2 separate regions of the Hordeum vulgare genome follow, and region 2 is linked to region 1. A link is a contact called in public Hi-C data. All regions are on one chromosome and are shown on one strand. Each heading gives the region's core, a stretch centred on a gene start, on an enhancer-like site or on the middle of the called end of the contact. The rest is flanking DNA. Distances are from core to core; before and after follow the strand shown.

Evidence for each region. Hi-C and Micro-C count contacts between places; a contact is called where the count stands out from the background.
Region 2: a contact with region 1 is called in a Hi-C map of seedling, with 2.4 times the contacts expected there. The contact joins the enhancer-like site here to the promoter of LOC123406350 in region 1. A contact is called at or near these places in 1 of 6 Hi-C or Micro-C datasets (seedling) and 1 of 1 datasets of contacts at active chromatin or transcription factors (embryo).

What each region holds. Positions count from the first base shown.
Region 1 is chr6H:419,703,257-419,706,369 of MorexV3_pseudomolecules_assembly, forward strand. It overlaps LOC123406350 (scarecrow-like protein 6), which reads left to right and starts at 1,419. Exons shown (of 1, transcript XM_045099856.1): 1 at 1,419-3,113. The coding sequence starts at 1,757.
Region 2 is chr6H:419,938,368-419,941,480 of MorexV3_pseudomolecules_assembly, forward strand. No RefSeq gene overlaps it. Among protein-coding and RNA genes, the nearest start is that of LOC123404579, 190 kb to the right of the region's middle. Within about 2 kb of position 1,619, at least 3 of the 3 cell types and tissues checked have open chromatin away from gene starts, as enhancers often do. A contact at or near this core is called in seedling, where this site is marked.

The DNA of each region.
Region 1 (3,113 bases), core at 169-2,668:
GCCATTGGGGTTGTCAACAGGTGCGGAGTGTACCTGGGTGTAAACGGCTCGATGGTGAAAAGTTTCGTCATAAGGGCGAGCATGCGCTTCGGTGCTGGTTGCGGATGTCGGATAATGCCTTTGTGGCCGCTGGAGGCATACAAGGAGCAGCTGTGGCGGAGATGAAGGGTGCAGATGCAAATCAAGGGGAAGAAGGGGCAGAGTGCAAGAAAATGGGGCCGGGAAGGGGAATTGGGATGGCTGCGAGTGTTAGATAGGGACGTTTCTCATGTCCATACTCGTGCAAAGCTGTTCATATTTGTCTTCAATATGAATGAAATCTCGTCTAGACCGTGGCACACACTGATACATACTCGTTTTGGATGGCTTCCACGGTTTGAACCGATATGGGCGGTTTGCAGGTCCGTCTTAGGATGCCCTGACCAAGTACCTTGATTTAGCATGTATGAAAGCAAGGCATGCGTTTGTGTTTTGTTTGTTTATTCTCGTTAGAAAAGATTTGCGACGGTTTGAACACATGAGTGATAAAAAATTAAGGTGGTCCACGCTGTCACTTGACAGGTTTTTTGGTGGGGTTTGTCATTTCATCTTGCCATGGTGTCAAATCGTGAACTGGTATGCATCCCTAACAAAGCCGCGTCGGCTCCATGTTTTTTTCTTGCCGGGGACAGCACGCTTTTAATGTAAGCCAAGCTAAGACAAGTCTCCTCGAAAAGATAGAGCAGCCGAAAAGAATATGATATCATGGCAGTAATAGCCCTGTTTCAAATGGCAAGATGCTAAATTAATCAGTAGTACTGTAGTACTCAAAGGCATGGAGTCCTAGTATTGTCATTTGTCAGCCCAGCTCAGCTCCGAAAACGACGATTTCAAGAAGTTGTAGCAGGATTATTATTTACCCCGATTTTAATCATTTGGCCGCCGATCGTCATGGCAATCTCAGTCTACGATAGTACCACCACTAGCACTGTAGCATTACGACACCAAAGGTGAGTCACACAGCGTACGTACGCGCCACCGCCCAGCACTGTGGAACATAACAAAACAGCCGTCAAAGTGCCCCAACGATTTCTGGCGGTCAATACAGCACCACCTCCGGCTCTGCATGATTGACGACCAGGCTCAGCTCGGTTCATTGCAATAATTTTGGCCTCTACATGCAAGACAGTCCATAGAAATAATAAACCCATGTATGGCCATGGTCATGGCCATTGCGAAGCAAAAAAAAAATACGAGCAGATAAAACCTAGTAGAAACCTAGGGTGAAAAAAGAAGAAGGCACAGAGCAGAGGGAGAGAGCTTGAAGCAGACTGAAAACGATGGGGGGAGAGAGAGAGGGGAGGAGGGCGTGGGAGGGGAGAGGGTACGCTTTTTAACCTTTTTTATGTTGCACGCATCCAGGGAAGATAGATAGCAGTAGAGAGAGAAGAGAGAGAGAGGAGACGGACGAGGCCACACCACCACACAGCGAGGACAGAGAGAGGAGAGAGAGAGAGCAGGCAAGGGCGCACACTGCTCCTCGCTCTCTCTCTCTCTGTGTGTGCCCGGTGCCCGGGCCCACCTCCTCCCTGTCCCTGTTGTATACTCTCTCTCGCACGCCAGGGCCAGGGCCAGGGCCAAGGCAGGGAGGGAGGGAGAGCCAGCCACATCCAAACGCACGCACCAGCAGAAGAGAGCAGAGGGAAAATCCATCCCCCGCGCGCGGCGTCCCAGATCTCGCCGGGCTGCATGGTATGCGGCGGGACTAGGTAGGTAGATGAGGGCGGCGCTGTTGGGTGCCGAGCGGAGCGGGGGAGGTGGGGGAGTGGGCCTCGGCAAGGATCTGTGCTACTGGCCGCCGGGGAAGCTGCTGGTGGAGCCGCGGTCGGTGCTCGACTGCTCGCGGAGGCTCAGCAGCCCGCCTAACTCCGCCGCATCGACGCTGTCGTCGTCCCTCGGCGGCGGCGCGGCGGACTCCACCGGCGTGGCGGCGGTCTCGGAGAGCAGCGCCGGCGACGCCGAGGCCACCAAATGGCCCGACCACGGCGGCGGCGGCGGAGGCTGTGAGCTGCCGCCCATTCCTGGGGCGCTGGATGGAGGGGAGGGCTGGGACGCCATGCTCGGCAGCGCCGCGGCGGCTGCGGCCGCCGGCCAGGACCAGACCTTCTTGAACTGGATCATGGGGGCAGCCGGCGACCTGGAGCTGCCCGTACCGCCGCTTCCAATGCATCAGCAGCCGCTTGTGGACAATGCGGGATTCGGATTCTCGCCCGTCGACCCGCTCGGCTTCTCGCTGGACCACCACCTCGGCGGCGCCTCCTCCGACCTCTCGTCCTCCGGTGCCATGTCGCACACGACCACAGGCGGAGGCGGCGGCGGCGGCAGCAAGGCCTCCTCTGCCTTCGGCCTCTTCTCACCGGAGGCTGCCTCTCTCCAGCCCCCGCCGCCTCCCATGCTGTTCCACGAAGGTATCGACACAAAGCCCCCTCTCCTCGGAGCGCACTCGCATGGCCTCTTCAACCAGTATCAGCACCAGCACCAACCGCCGCCTCCCGCCGCAACCTTCTTCATGCCCCTCTCGTCCTTCTCCGATCACAACCAGCGCTCACAACTCCACCAGCCACCGCCCAAGCGCCACCACTCCGTTCCAGATGACCTCTACCTCACCCGAAACCACCTAGGACCGTCGGCGGCGGCAACCTTTCCCCTGCTACACGGTGCGCTTCCGTTCCAGCTCCAGCCTTCCTCGCCACCGCTTCGCGGGGCGATGAAGACGACGGCTGCCGAGGCAGCGCAGCAGCAGCTGCTGGACGAGCTGGCTGCGGCGGCAAAGGCAGCCGAGGCCGGTAATTCCACTGGCGCGCGTGAGATATTGGCGCGGCTCAATCACCAGCTTCCCCCCCTTGGGAAGCCCTTCCTCCGGTCGGCCTCCTACCTCAGGGAGGCCCTCCTCCTCGCGCTCGCTGATGGACACCACGGCGCCCCCCGCATCACCTCACCGCTCGACGTCGCCCTCAAGCTGGCGGCTTACAAGTCCTTCTCCGACCTGTCGCCCATGCTGCAGTTCGCTAACTTCACGGCCACGCAGGCGCTTCTCGACGAAATCGCCTGCAGCGCCGCTTCCTGCATCCATG
Region 2 (3,113 bases), core at 369-2,868, 240 kb after region 1:
CTAATAAATTAACCACATATAATCAAGTTTACCTTTTGTATTGTACGAGCATGGGCATATATAAAATTCATTATTTAGGTTTCGAACAATAATATAGAAGGTCATGTAGCATACTTTTTGTAATTATTCAAATGACTGACAAGAGGTTTAGCAAGAATGTTTATGATGACCTAGATGTGCACCTTTTCATAGTGGTTGTCGTGGTTTGCTGGTTAAAGGTATGTGGTATTTTTTTTCTTCTCCTGTTGCAACGCACGGGCGATTTTTCTAGTATATATACAAAAAATTTGGGATCGTGGGGAACTAATTACATCGTGGACAAGCATGCATGCATTCGCTTCAATTGAGCAGCCATTAATTCGATTGCCCAATTTTTTTTTTTAAGAAATGATCAATCATGGTTCCTTCAATATGCGGTTTTTTTAACTCAATCAATATCTACTTGGTTTCTTGAGATTTATACGATTGTCCCAACAAATCGGAGGTAACCATTCCTTGCCCTTGTAGGGCTCGTTTCATGTTGATATGCTTTCCTAAAAAAAATGTTGATATGCATTTCTGCTATATCTAACTGCACACCCTACGGCATGTCCGTGATGATGAACGTTTTGAGGGACACTTAAATTAACTTTCCTGTTGCAATGCACATTATTAAAGAGAGGAGTGTTTCCTCAAAAGAATCGTACGTCACGCACATAGGATTCTCAATGTTAGCATGCTTTAGCCAACTCTAGGATATCTTCCCCTCAATGAAAATCAAGGACATTTATTTAAGTTTTATTAATCATTCTCTTGCGGTGCCACGATTAAGTTACAAATAGATCGTGTGATGGACATACTCACCGACTTGAGATTGCCGGTGACCATTGCAATCATCATTGACGAGGGTGGAAACTAGAATAAGAAGTGACACGAATATAATACTCCCTTCGTTTTAAAATAACCGTTTCAACTTTGTACTAGATCTAATATAAAATTATATTAATATCAAGACACTTATTTTAGGACGGAGTGAGTAGATTTTATAGGATGTGGCGTTGAAATATAAGATAGAGACTGGCTAGAGGGGGTCTTGATCCATGCTTATTGATTAGAGCAAATAATATATTTTTCATCCGTTGTACGGACATATTTGCTAGTTTATATATAAATAAAAAACCAAATGACCTACAAAACCTCTTTTGCAAAATCTTATATTTCTACATTTAAGTCTTATATTTGTATATTTAGTCACATTTAGTTCCCAAAAAATTTAGGCAAATCAAATAATATGCACTTACTGTTAAACTTCGTAAAACTCTAGCCCGTGCATCAAGCGGGCCACTTTGCTAGTTGTAAGTTGATATAAGTAGTGCATTCGACACGCTTTGGATGAATCCCGAAAGGGCATGCAGTTTGCGCGGTTGCACTGAACTGGAAAACCTCCATGTGGCACACTCCAAGGCAAGGCCCCGTGATGCGCTGCGCCAGCCGAACTGAGAGGTGCGAGGGGAGCCTGCCATCCTCCCGTCCGTCTTGCTAGGGAGATCGGGGCCAATCGCAAGTTTGGTGGGGAGAAGACCAGAGCCTTGCAAGGTGGGCGCGCTCGGCGTCGGCCCACAGTCCACACCCCTACGGCACACAGCTGCACATCATCACGTTGTCTGCCAATCCAAACCCGCCCACATATGGTGGGGCCTATAGTACGTCGAGACCGATCGACGCACACAAGGCGAGCAGAGAGTGGGCGAGGGAGGTGCTGAAGCATACGCATCACGCCCACACTTCGCGATGCGTGCGTGCACCCACCCACACCCAGCTACCCGGCGTGCCCGTGCACACAACACCGCCATGATTTGATTTGATCCCTCCGTTCTCTCTCCTTTCATGTGTTTCTGGGCTTGTCCTGCGCTGAAACCTGTTGGATTGGATGGAACGGGCAACAGCACCCACACCCAGCAGTTACCAACAGCAGCACCCAGCGTCTGGGCTGGGATGGTGATGATGGGCACGCACCGGGTTGGCAGCTCTAGCAGCCAAAATGTTGGGCGCCGCTGCACGCGAACAACGCGAAACAAGATCGCCGCGAGGATGGGAGTGAAATGAAATTTCTTGCTCGCAAGCGTGGGCGTTGCTCTCCGTCTCCGTCTTCGTCTCCGTGCAGGGGACCCCAGGGGGGCTGCTGGCTTTTGGCAAAAGAGGCCACCTTTGCTTTCTTTCAGCCTTTGGATGGACGTTCCAAAAGATGGCGAGATCAAATCTTGTGGGGGAAAAGCGGGAGCGCGGGAGACGGTTGCATCAACTCACACGACGTGATCCGATTTGACCATCATTTCGACCGGGCCCACCTCTTCTCTTTTCGTTCGGGCACGGCTTGGAAATAATCTCATCAAACCAAAACGTGTAGCGTTGCTGCTTCAAAAGGGTACTGTGCTTTCCCTGGATTTCGTGCACCGTAGTAGTAGTAGTAGTAGAAGCCTCCGAACGAGAGCAACGGAAAAGCGCGCGGGATTGTTTGCTTGTGTTCGTAGGAAGGTACTAATTCATGTTGACGCCTCGTACATTTTCCAGGGATTTTTTTTTTGCGTTGTAGATTTTCCAGTTGCATCGAAGGAAAAAGTATCTGTCCCGGGCGACATCATGCGTCATGCACATATGTTTCAGTTCAAAAATCAATAAGTAGAGAAGGAGTTGGGCGTTCTTCCTACGACCAATGAGGTTTGACCAGCTGCCATTAGCTTCTTCTTCCTCGGCCGTGCAAAGACAGGGACTTGCACAGTGGCGGCCCGTGTAGTGTAGCTCATTAATGCGCATGTCAAGTGGGGGAAAGAGGCGGCCAAATCACATCGACGGCGACGCATGGTCGCAACGCAAATAGACATCGGCCGCGAGCTCATAAATGGCGACCCGTACTACGGCCGCCTCCACCACCGGCGCTCGCGTTTACCACAGAACAGAAGCCTCACGGTAAACGGCATGATTTTCCGTGACTGTTTACTGCCACGGCACGTGCTGTGGGTGCGCTAGTACGTTGTATCATCTCAAAGACCTGTGGTGGCTACTGGTGATTGATCTTCTTGGCTGGTACGTGTAGCATGTGCGTGGTGTATGTACTGTGTATGTACTGTGTGCTG